Regions from separate parts of the Triticum aestivum genome. Here region 1 is linked to region 2. Evidence: chromatin contacts called from public Hi-C data. All regions are on one chromosome and are shown on one strand. The core of a region is the stretch at or near the end of the contact, and the rest is flanking DNA. Distances in the headings are between cores, read along the strand shown.

Region 1 (6,257 bases), core at 2,350-4,849, 210 kb after region 2:
AAAAGTTTAGAATGGGCCGTTGACGGGCCGATTTGACAATAGCCATACGGGCCTTAACTATGAATGGGTCGTCTGCAAGTAGGCCGTTAATGGGCCAACCCGCTAATTTTGACTAGGCCAGTCTTTTTAACCTAAATGGGTCGTCGTTGGGCTTTGCCATGTGCCGACGTATCATAGGCGCCTCCTGTCCATTGGGCAGTTGACTGTCCTTTTTGGGTGCTGACACCTGGTTCCTCTGGCCAATGAGAAATTTACATGTGGAAAATCCCCATTGGTTGTGGCTGTTAGCAGGTGACGGTGTCCTGGACTAGGGGTTACTCAACGCGTCGTCTCCCGATCAGTTGGATTGGGCCGAGGACCCCCATGGCCGTATACTCATGGGCCAGTCCGGACAGCTGCCGCATACAAGGAAGAATCCACAAGACTTGGCGATCAAGACAAGGACTCCTCCCCCACCGGCGTATTCAGCTAGGACTCTTGTTATCCTAGGCCTCTGGTGCATTATATAAACCGGGGCCAAGCTAGTCGATAGACATATACAACAATCATACCATAGGCTAGCTTCTAGGGTTTAGCCTCTCTGATCTCGTGGTAGATCAACTCTTGTACTACCCATATCATCAATATTAATCAAGCAGGAGTAGGGTTTTACCTCCATCGAGAGGGCCCGAACATGGGTAAACATTGTGTCCCTTGCCTCCTGTTACCATTGATCCTAAGACGCACTGCTTGGGACCCCCTACCCGAGATCCGCCGGTTTTGACACCGACAACGGGTTATCGGATCCAAAACGGACCCGATAGCTTAACGGCGACCCGTTACGGTGGATGCCACATGTCAGTCACCCTTGACAAAAGCACTTCTATGACACACGATTTATCGTCATGAAAGTGGACACTTCCGTGATGATAATTTTGGTAATGTCATGGAACACTTCTACGATAGCACAGGTATGACTATCTTGATTCTGTCATGAAATTGTCATGGATGTACATGCATGACAAAAAAGTGACCTACTGTGACAAACACGTATCATCACGGAAGTGTATTTTTTTGTACTGGTGGCCATGAGCACGGGGCCGATGCCGCAGGTCGTCGCCAGGGCCGACTCCTCCTCTGCTCTGCCACCTCTCTCCTTCCCGCCGGGGTTTTCACCCCGGCCTCGGTTCGCTGCGACTGTGCAAGCTCCGGTGAGTCAAACCCCCTCAATGTTGCGCGTAGATGTAGATTAGGGGTTTATTTCTTAGGCATGTGTTATTACTTAGTGGATTTAATAGGATTAGATAGGATTCGAGTAGATCCGATTGGATGCGATCCCAATCGAATCCAATCGAACTGATCTGTTCTTGTTTCCTACATTGTGTGTCCTAGGATAATTTTCTTTTGCTACTGCTACTGTGTCCTAGGATATGTGTTCATGCTAGTAGTTGTGTTCATGTTATAATCCCCAATGGTAGTGTGCTTTGCTAGGATCTGTGTTCATGGTAGGGTCTTGCTAGGATCTGTGTTCATGCAAATGGTGTATTCATGTTCATGTTGTTGTTCATGTTGCTACATACATGTTCAAGTTAGGGTTTGTGTCGATTGTTATACGTGCATGTAGTATGACCATTTTAGGATGCTGCCAAATGTGCATGGGTGCACATGAGTGCTATTGGCACTTCATGTTGCTATTTTTAGATGTTTCCATGCTTAGGATAGTGCACTAATGAGTGGCAGTTGCAGAAAAGCAGATGTCACTGATCAGTGGCATTTGCTCATGGGCAAGTACCACTCAGTGGCATTTGCCCAACATCAAGTGCCATTGATTGCCACTGATTAGTGGACTTGCCCAACAGCAAGTGCCACTGATCAGTGGCATATGCCCAACAGCAAGTGCCATTGATATGTGGCATTTGGCAAAGAGTTTATGCATTAATCAGTGGCATTTGCTCTTGGGCAAATGTCTTTGATCAGTGCCATTTTGCAAAGAGTTTGTGCACCAATACTTGTCATCTTACCTGATGACAAGATATTGAAGAGTGACTGGAATGTGGCGGGTGGAGGAGCTCAGGTGGTGGCCGGAGCTGAGGGCGCCAAGGATTTCATCCCCACGAACAGGTGGCTCGGGACGGTGGACCTGCCTGGCAGGACCGCCTTCATGAGCCTGCCTCGTTCAAGGGGACGATCTCCGAGGCAGGGCCACGAGGAGGGGGCCCGGGAGCTGCTGCGCTTCTACTAGCAGATCAAGGACAAGGAGGACCTCGCCATGCTCGTCGTCCCTCGCAAGTTCGTGGAGATGATGAACACCTAGCTGGTCATCAAGCGGCTCCTGCACGTGGTCAGGCTGTCGACGAACAAGCGGTGCATGTTCTGGGTGCAGGTCCAGAACTTCGAGGTGCACATGGTGCTTGGCCGGGGCTGGAACTACTTTTGCCGCCACCATCGGATCGTCCCCAGCGACCTCGTCGTTATGCGCATCTCAGGACTCGGACTGAAGGTTCAGATCTACAACCACGACTCCTCGGTCATGTGCAGGTTTTGTTGCAGCAGGCACAACTACGTTGGTGACACTAAGCATGCAATGTAGTGAAGTAAGGTGTTAGTGTTGAACTTTTATGGTGTGTGGCTAGACTTATGGTACTTGTTTTGAGAACTTGTTTATATTTTGGCCAGGAGCAGCACCCTGACGTGGAGCAGGGAAGGAGGATGCTCCATTGTTAATCTTAAGTAGTTTGCTGTCATTTCCTTACTTGCTTTGTTTGATTTCATTTGGTTGCTTGTTTTGTTTGATCTCATATGTGCTTGCTGTTGTGCTGATTATGTGGTGGTAAGGCCACCACATTTGAATGGGGTGAGCAGAACACAAACGATGCTTGCAACCAAATAACCGAAGTTTGCATCTGCTCACACCCTAAGCACAAAAACGGCAACCAAACAACGGGGGGGGGGGGGGGGGGTAAGTGCCCCTCCATGCGATGCAGACAACCAAACAAGTTGCATCTTTTGCATATGAGGCTGCATTTTAAGAATCAGGCTGACTGGAGATGGATATGCAATGCAGCTACTGTTGCAAACTGGAACCAAACCGCCCTTAGTGTTTGTGTCCTACTCACAAAAGCAAGGCGGTGGAGACTCTGTGGAAATGGAACGAGATTCTTCTTATCTAGCCCCTACTCCGGCGGTGCTTCTAACATCGTCGGAGAACATGCGAAGGTTTGTCTTCGGCGGATCTCGCAGGATTGGGCCGGCGTTTGTCTTCGGTGGACCTAGATGGATTCGGTCTTTGTTCGTCTGTATTTCTGTGTCTACAAATTGGATTCTTTTAATCTACGCTTCTCTTCATCGGCGACGGTTTGGTCCTGTAAGGCCTTAGCACGGCGACTTTCCGACTGTCTACTACAGTAAGGTTTGCCCGACTTTGGTGAAGGAGGAACGTTGATGGCGGTGCACCTTCGGCTCGCTCCGGTATTAGGTGGTCTATGAGTAATTTTTACTTGAGAAGAGAGTGTCAATTTTATGAATTTCCTCGCGGTTCTGGTCGGACACCAAAGGCGAAGTCCTGTCCAAACCGGGGACGGACTGGTCTACCTCTTCGCCGCGAGCCCATCTACCCGCGGCTTTCCCTTTCCTTGAAGCACGCACGAGGGGAACACAAACGAAACCCACCCTCCCCGTCCGTACGTCTCTCGCCCCCTCCACCCGTCGCCGCCGCCGTCGCCCCCCTCCCCGATTCGAGGGCGCCCCGGCCCTTGCTCCCGCCCCAGCCTCCGCTCGCCGGCCGCGCCGACCCCCTAGAGCTCGCCAGCACCGCCACCACCACCACGGTGGCCACTCCTCCGCGGCGCGCGCTGGTGGGCGATGCGATCGGATGAGGTGTGGGCGGCGGCGGCGGCGGTGCTACGTGGAGAAGAGGAGGAGGAGGAGGTGGTGGTCCAGCTTCCCCGCGGCGGCGCCGCACCAGCCCTACGGAGCGGAGGCCGGTGATGGCCCCCACCGCGGAGCCGGCGTCCGCGGCGCCGCCGCGGCGCCCGCGCTCGGGCCCGCCCCCCGGGCTCAAGAACCTCGGCAACACCTGCTACCTCAACAGCGTGCTCCAGTGCCTCGCCTCCACGCCTCCGCTCGCCAGCTTCTGCCTCGCCTCCCGCCACTCCAATCTATGTACCAAACCCTAGCTCCCGCTTCCCCCTGCTCTAATCTGTATCTGTTGCAATTCGTCGCCGTCAGAAGCTAATTCGATATTTATGTCGGTCCGTTTGCTTTGTACAGGCAAAAAGGTGTTCCCCAACAGGGACAAGGAGTGCGCCTTCTGCGTGCTGGAGCGGCAGATTGTGCGGCAGCTTCGGGCGGAGGCAGGGGCTCTGGACTCGCCGGGGAAGGTCCTCCGCAGCCTGCCGCTCTTTGCCGAGCACTTCCGGTGGGGGCGCCAGGAGGACGCCCACGAGTTCCTGCGCTACGTCATAGACGCCTGTCACACTGCTTGCCTCCGCATACGCAAGCGCCTCCCCGTGGTAACTGCCAATGGAGACTGTGGCCCGGAGGAGGGCCGAGGTCAGGGGAGCTGTATGGTGATGAGGGAGACATTTGGCGGGGCGCTGCTCAGCCAGGTGAAGTGCCTTGTGTGCAAGGGGGAGTCGAACAAGACCGACGAGATCATGGACCTCAGCCTCGACCTGCTCGGGACCAGTTCTGTTGGGGATGCCCTTACATGCTTCTTCAAGCCTGAGGTATTGGAGGGTGCAAACAAATACAGTTGTGAAAGGTATGATACCGAGTCTTCCCAACTACTGGAAAATATGTATATTCAGAATCAACTAGGTTTTGCTATTTACTATGAGATTGAAATGCAAAAATGTTTTGGAGAAAACGTATGTTCGGTTCACTAGATTTTCAGATGAAATATTAGGATTCCATGCCAGGAAGGATTTTCATCACTCGCCCATTTTGGTTGCGAGAATCCCTATGGAAAAATGTATGGTCAACTTCCTTTTTGATGGCCATCACCAATCCATGTACTTCGGTGGCTAATTGGAGGATACAAGTATAAACAGGGAGCAAAGTGTGTTTGAGTTTTCTGAGAGAGGGCAAAGTCTTGACATGTTAAAATATGTGGAGCAGTTAATTAAGCTTCACTATTGTCTTGTAGTTTTAGTATTTCGTGGACAGATTACAATTTCTTTTGTTTGTTCTATCGCTCATCGTTCACCTATTCGCCCCCTCTTCCTCTGTATATCCAATTCCTGTGGTGTTGCATCCATTTGAATTCTTATATATTTTTCCTTTGTTATCAAACATGCATTTAAATTGTGAAATGTGGATTTTGGTATTACAGATGCAAGAAACTCACCTCAGCTCGGAAGCAAATGTTCATACTCAAGGCACCTAAGGTTCTTGTTATACAACTCAAGGTTCTAAATCTTTCCCCTGATTTCTTTATTGTGCAAAGAACTTATCTCTTCTATTTTACTTGGGTTATGCTTAAAAGGGATTGCTCATGATCTATTTCTGTTTCCATTTTTGGTGAACTGCTATTAGAGGTTCGATGGAATACATGGTGGGAAGATCAATAGGAACATAGAGTTCAAGGAAGGTCTTGTTCTTTCCGACTTCATGTATGACAAAAACCAGGTATGATACCGTTTGATTGTCACGTGGTTTAGAGTACTGTTGACATTATCCAGGTAGGCGATATTGTGGATGTAAAACTAGTCATGAAAGCAATATACTCCGCATGTAATCAGCTGCTCATGATCACATATGTTACCTTGTTGATTGATATAGTTTTACCATGCAACTTTGTTATGATTATGTTATTACAGGGTACCATCAGTTTCTAGTTAGCTCGGAACTCCTTTAGGAATTATGGGTTAGATTGACTCTCTGGTTCACTGGACCAAAGTTCAAAATCATGAACAGTGAGTTTTACGTGAATGATTTTGAAATAAACAATACGAAAAATGATGAAAACAACATAGTTCACAACAATCAAGCTCATCTTAAAAGATGTGTTGCTTAGTTCTGAAAGTTCTGTCTGAGCTAGTGTAATTGTTGAAGCAACAATTGCTCAGATCCTGGCATTTTTTTTCTATTGGTAAATTAACCTGAATGTGTAAAAAGGCAGACGTATATCACTACACATAGCAAATTTGAGCTCTGATAACTGTTTTAGCAATTTCTAAATCTCCTCAGAACACTCGATAGAGCCAAGTAATTGTAGGGAAGTAACTTTCTGTCCTGTTTTGATATTACCCAGCTCTTATCTTCTATTTTACTTATGC
Region 2 (6,203 bases), core at 588-3,087:
AATGTTTGGAACATCCATTTGAAGGTTTCAGCTTTCTGATCCTGTAGCAAGGCGTATCCAAACACGAGAGTTCTTCCATGCTCATTCATTCCACTGATAGAAGTGAAAAGCATATTGTGACTAATTGTGCTATAGGTGGTATCAAATGATAAGACATCTCCGAAGATCTCATAATCAAGCCTCGACCTTGCATCAGTCCAGAAAAGACTCCTGACTATGCTATCTTCATCTGTTTGCATGGTGATGGAAACACATGGGTTTTGCAGCTCCAGTTCCTTCAAATGCTTCACTGTTGTTTCTACGTCCGAGTTTGGTTTTCCCTGTTGTTCTGCACACTGTGACGTATTCGCATCTTTTGTGTTGAATGGTAAGCTCCCCAAAATACCTCTCATTCTCTTGAAGATCTTCATAGCTTTCTTGGGATGTATACTACTTTGTTGCAGAGCTCTTAAAAACGATTTTTCTTCAGCTGACATGTGTTTGCAGCTAAGGAAGAATTTTGTGAGTGACGGGCTTGGACATAACGGATGGTTGTGCTCACTCCGAACTGATGTGTACTCCCATTGCCCCTTAACAGGCTTCACGACCGCCCTTGCCTCACATTGTGCCTTATTCACAGAATATACTTCCCTCTTCCTCTTCAGGTCCTGAGATGGCGCCAATTTGCGGCTCCGGTTGCATTCCACGTGGAACTTCTTTCTCATAAAATTCGGTCCCCTAATTGCCACAAAACCAGACAGGAGAGCATGTGCACTATAGTATCGGGTCGCATCTTCAAGGGTTGGGAATCTCATTCCAACTTCTGGTGGTCTTGGATTAACCAACTCCTCAAAACCAGGATAGAAGTACTTTCCTGGTTCTTTATCTGTCTCATTCCCAGAGCTGCCGTCTGAATCACTTGCACTGCCTATGTCATTAATTGGCATTTCATTGATTCCCATAATATCATGTAACTGGCTTTGTTCTTCAGCAAGCTGCAGTGAAAGGTCCGCTGAGTTTGCATGTATCACCAGTTCATCTGACAGTGCCCCTGAACTCCAATCTGCACCGATTACTGGTTGTTCCTGAATGCAAATAAAAAAAAACATATCAAGCTCTTAGAAAATACTATATACTAGTAAGATTTTTCGATCAAGCTTCGCCATCCAGTTAGCCCCAAGATACGTTTTATTTTGGGGTTCCAATTTTTTCTTTCTTTGGGTTCTCCAAACATCAGGTTGAGGCCCAATGGCCACAATCGCTATGTGTTTGCGATTTCTTTTCCTGACTTGTTCAATTATATTATATGACCCTTCCTGTCACTAGAACCTACAGCAATTTCACAAACTTCATTTTCACTTCAATTCTATCACAAGAAGAAGAAAAATTGAGATACATCTATCAGCAACCTAACTTGTATGGAATCTGCTGGAAGAACAAAGCCTTGATGGGAGAACTGACAAACAGAACAATCAGCGCATGACCTGCCTTTTTCCTGACACATACATAGGAAAAAATTCATGTGCATACCTGATCAGAGGAGATGATTGCGTATCCATCCATCGTGAGTATCTGCCGCCCGACCGTGCTGTGGGCGGGGAGGAGATGACGAGGGGGAGGTCTAGATCCAAATTTCCATGGCGGGGGAGGGGAGGGGAGTCGGATCTGTGTTCTATGCGGCGGCTGCTAGGGGAAAGGAGATGGGAGGGTGGGATTGGACGCGGGGAGGGGAAGACGATGAGATGGCTGCCGCCGCCGTCGAGGAGGATGGCAGGCGTTGCGGCCGGCGACCGGAGCGCTGTGTCTGTTCTCCTTTTTTTTTTCCTTTTTGATGAGTTTTTTTTTTGTTTGAGACAAACTTCTGTGTTTCTTCTTTTTTTTTTAGGGAAAAGCCAATTTATTAATCAAAGTCCACAAGAGGTGGGGTACAAACTTGGTCATGGGGCTGGCCAAGCCACTCATGACGTCCCTTAGAAAGGGAAAGAGCAAATCTTGCTAGTCTATGAGCTTCTACATTAACTAACCGATTTTCGGAAGGAAAACGCTTGAAACCGGCGCACCGGCGGAAACTTCGGCCGGCCACATCGCGTATGTACGATCGAAGGGAACCGTGCAACTCTGGTGCGCACGCAAGATCCCTTCCAGGGATTCAGTTAGCGAGACATAGGACGTGGGCCCCATCCACGATGCCTCTCCCACCTCCCGCATATTCTTTGCTCCTCCCGCGGCATCTTCATTTTTTTCTCTCTCGCTCCCCCGCCATACATGTTGGCATGTTGCTCCTGTGCGCCTGCTGCTCCTCTATTTTTCTTCCTTCCCCATCTCTGCAGCACGCCGGTCACACATCCCAAAGGTCTCCCTTGCCGCACCCCCGTCCCCGTGCTACAGCCAAGCCCCCAAGTGCTGAAGCAACCGACGGGGGGCACCGGTGCTGCCATGGCTGGTCGGAGACGCCGTGCTACGATGTTATTGATTTTTTGGTTGAACTAGGCAGAGCTGAAGTTGGATCCAATAGTTGTTTAGCTGCAACCGGTTGTTGACTAAGGTGGAATCATCTAGTGATTTTGCTACAACCGGCTAAAGTCAGGAGCTGGAACCAGTGTCTGGATTTGCTGGAAACGGTCAGAGCTGGAGCTGGAACCAGCAATTATTTTTGCTGCAACCGTTTGTTTGTTCTATGGTGACGACATGCCGAGAACCGATTTTTGTTGCAACTGGCAACCCACAAAGCTTCCACCAGCAAGTGTTTTTGCTACTACGATGAAGAGTGGAAGCTGCGACCATGAGACAATTGCGCCGCTAGCGACATGCACCCGGCGGCGAGCTACACTCGGCAGCGACGACCATTTTGTTTTTGCTGCAACCACATACAGTTTTTGCTACGGCCGGTAATAAAATTTGGTGCCATGACGACGACCATGTGTTTACGACCTGTGAGGCGAGCTACAACCGGCGGCGACGACGCAATGTTTTTTTTTGCTACAACCATGTCCGATAGAAGCTACAACCATGTCCTGTAGAAGCTACAACCAAGACGAGATGAAACCATGGAAAGTTGGGTGCCTGGGACCGGCGACGAGCGGCTGCTGCTGCGACAAGCGGTAACGCGAAGAGGAGATGGGTGCTGCCGCGTCCCGCCTGAGCGCACGCACGCGGTGGCTGGGGCAGAGACGTTCTGCGTCGAGGGAATATTGAGAGGCAGGAGGAAGGAATTGTTTTTCCTGCTCGCGTTGACCAGATAAAGAAAAGCAGAAGAAAGGAGATGCCTGCATCGAGATAATCAGACGGTTAAAAAACGAGCGCATCTGACGGCTAGGTGCGGGCCGGACGATAGTTTGGGCCGGTCCGCCGGCGCCTAGCACTGGCCTTTTCGAAAATGAAATTACAAGAAAAAGGAATAACTCTAGAGTTGATCTCCGCGACAATGGCTCCATATGGACCCTGGCTCCTTTTGGAAATATCCTCGATGACTTGCTTGCAATCTGAAGATACAATGAATTGTTGTAGACCGAGATCCTGGGCGAAGGCAATTGCTTCCCGGCATGCTATGGCTTCTAGTGTTGCTGGGTCACAAACACCAGCAATAACTAGAGCTGAGCTACCTAGGTAGGCTCCATGGGAGTTCCGGCAAATAGCAACAGCCGATCCGCCTCTGTTAGCGCGAACCGCTGCGTCGACATGGATTTTTGCATAGTTGGCCGGTGGCGCGCTTGGTCTTGGAACTGCTTGCTGTACCCTTGGTGCAACGTTTGATGTTGGTTTGGCTACCCGTACTTGGTCGACATCAGCGATGAAGCGATTTATGAATGCATGTGTAGCGTGGGGAGTCTGGAAGATCACCTCATGTATCGCCTTTCTTCTGGACGACCAGATCGCCCAGAGTGTTACCGTCAGGAGGACAAGTTTTTCGTGAGAGAGAGTATCCATTAGATTGAATAACCAACTCTTAGCTCTCATCTCAGTAGTCGCAACCAGAGAACAGGCAAGTTCCTCGTCCACCAGAGCCCACGTGCATCTGGATACAGTACACTCCAGAGGGAGTGGCGCCATGAATCTGGAGCCCCGCAGAAACCGCATGTGCTCGAAGTAGACATGTTGCGGTGCGCCCTCACATCCTCCGTTGGTAGAGATTGCTTAGCCAGTCTCCACAGAAACATACGGACTTTGGAAGGAACCTCCACTTTCCACAATGTTTTCCAAGAACCCTCTTCCACGCGAGATGTTGAGGGCCCTGCTGATCCATAAAGCCATGCTTCTCTCCTTTGCTTGATTGTTACTAGCATATTGTATGCAGACTTAACTGAAAATTGGCCCCTTCTCTCATGAGCCCAGCTCCAGAAATCTGGGACATTCATAGTACATAAAGGGATACTTGATATCACCTTTGCATCAAAACTCAAGAACGTGGCATTTACCTTGTTGACATCCCATGAGGCCGAAGTGGCGTCCAACAGTTCTGAGACCATCACGGGAGGGTTTGCGGTGATGCAGCCATATGGTCTCATCATCTCTTCTCTGGGCAGCCAATTATCCTCCCATATATTCGTGCTTTCCCCATTGCCAATACGTTTGATCGGGCCAAGTTTGAGTGTGTCACGCCCCTCAATTATAGCCCTCCAAACCTGACTAGGGTGGCTCCCTAGATTAGCTTCGAGGATGGTTGATTGTGGATAATAGATGCTCTTCAGTAAGCGTGCACATAAGGACTCTGGGAATTATAGTAAGCGACAGGCCTGTCTTGCTAACATTGCCAAATTGAATAGTTCGAAATCTTTGAACCCCAAACCTCCCATTGTTTTTGGTTTAGTCATCTCTTGCCATGAGACCCAATGGGGTTTACGCTGCCCATTCTTACTGCCCCACCAGAATTTCCTTATTAATTTGTTGAGGTGCTCACAGAGGCCTCTTGGAAGCTTGAAACATGACATGGAGTATACCGGCACTGCTTGTGCGACCGATTTGACCAAGACTTCCTTCCCTGCGGTAGACAGGAATTTTTCAATCCATCCTTGAATTTTACTCCAAAGTCTGTCCTTAAGGTATTTGAAGGCCCCGTTCTTTGAACTTCCAATATCAGAGGGCATCCCAAGGTATTTCTCATTTAGGGTTTCGTTAGGAACATTGAGGAGTCCCTTAATCTGGTTCCGTATGCTGTCAGGAACACCCTTGCTGAAAAAAATTGAGGATTTTGCATAGTTTATTCTCTGACCTGATGCTTGACAATAGGCTTCCAACACCTGGTTCACCTCGGTAGCTCCCACACTATTTGCCTTAAAGAACAGCAGGCTGTCATCGGCGAATAAGAGATGGTTTACCGGAGGTGCCGTAGGCGCCACCTGTATCCCACTCACGTTTGATGACTCACTTTTCGATTTTAAGAGGCACGACAGGCCCTCTGCTGCTATCAAGAACAAGTATGGTGATATCGGGTCCCCTTGGCGGATTCCTCTCGAAGGTTGAAATTCCTCTAGTTTCCTCCCATTGAACATGACTGAGAATTTAACAGATGTTACCATGCTCATAACAATGTCAACCCATCTCTCAGTGAAGCCCAGCTTGAGCATGATGGCCCGGAGGTACGCCCACTCAACCCTGTCATATGCCTTCATCATGTCGAGCTTTAGTGCACAAGATTGATGCTTCTTTGCCCCGTTTCTCTTCATGAAATGCAGACACTCGTAAGCCGTTATAATATTGTCAGTTATCATTCTACCAGGGACAAAAGCAGATTGCTCATCGAAAATGATATCCGGTAATATCTGTTTCAATCTGTTGGAGATAACCTTCGAAGCTATCTTGTATAAAACACTACACAAGCTGATTGGGCGGAACTGTGATAGGAGTGTAGGATTTTTTACCTTTGGGATCAACACCAGGATTGTATCGTTAATGCATGCAGCAGACTCCGTTCCGGCCACAATCTTAAGTACCATGCTGGTTACCTCCTCCCCACATAAATCCCAGTGGCACTGAAAGAAGTGCGCCGGGAATCTGTCTGGACCTGGTGCCTTAATACGAAACATCTGAAATAAGGCCTGCTTAACCTCGAGCTGAGTGTAAGGTGCATTAAGGACCTCATTCATCTCCGGTGTAACTTTTGTTGGCACTGTATCCAGAACCTGATCCATATCTTGCACTCCCCCCGATGTGTACAAATCTCTATAAAAATCTGTGGTTAGAGCCTCCATCTCTAAGCTGTTCTCCGTGATACTCCCGTTTGGCCT

What was found. Hi-C and Micro-C count contacts between places; a contact is called where the count stands out from the background.
Region 1: a Hi-C map of leaf shows a contact between it and region 2, with 3 times the contacts expected there. The contact joins the promoter of LOC123139538 here to the promoter of LOC123139531 in region 2. A contact is called at or near these places in 2 of 5 Hi-C or Micro-C datasets (both in leaf).

The regions. Positions count from the first base shown.
Region 1 is chr1B:577,870,544-577,876,800 of IWGSC CS RefSeq v2.1, forward strand. LOC123139538 (ubiquitin carboxyl-terminal hydrolase 25) reads left to right here and starts at 3,600. Exons shown (of 9, transcript XM_044559327.1): 1 at 3,600-4,140; 2 at 4,249-4,741; 3 at 5,312-5,387; 4 at 5,515-5,607. The coding sequence starts at 3,966.
Region 2 is chr1B:577,661,002-577,667,204 of IWGSC CS RefSeq v2.1, forward strand. LOC123139531 (protein FAR1-RELATED SEQUENCE 5) reads right to left here and starts at 1,838. Exons shown (of 2, transcript XM_044559323.1): 1 at 1,510-1,838; 2 at 1-1,064. The coding sequence starts at 1,542.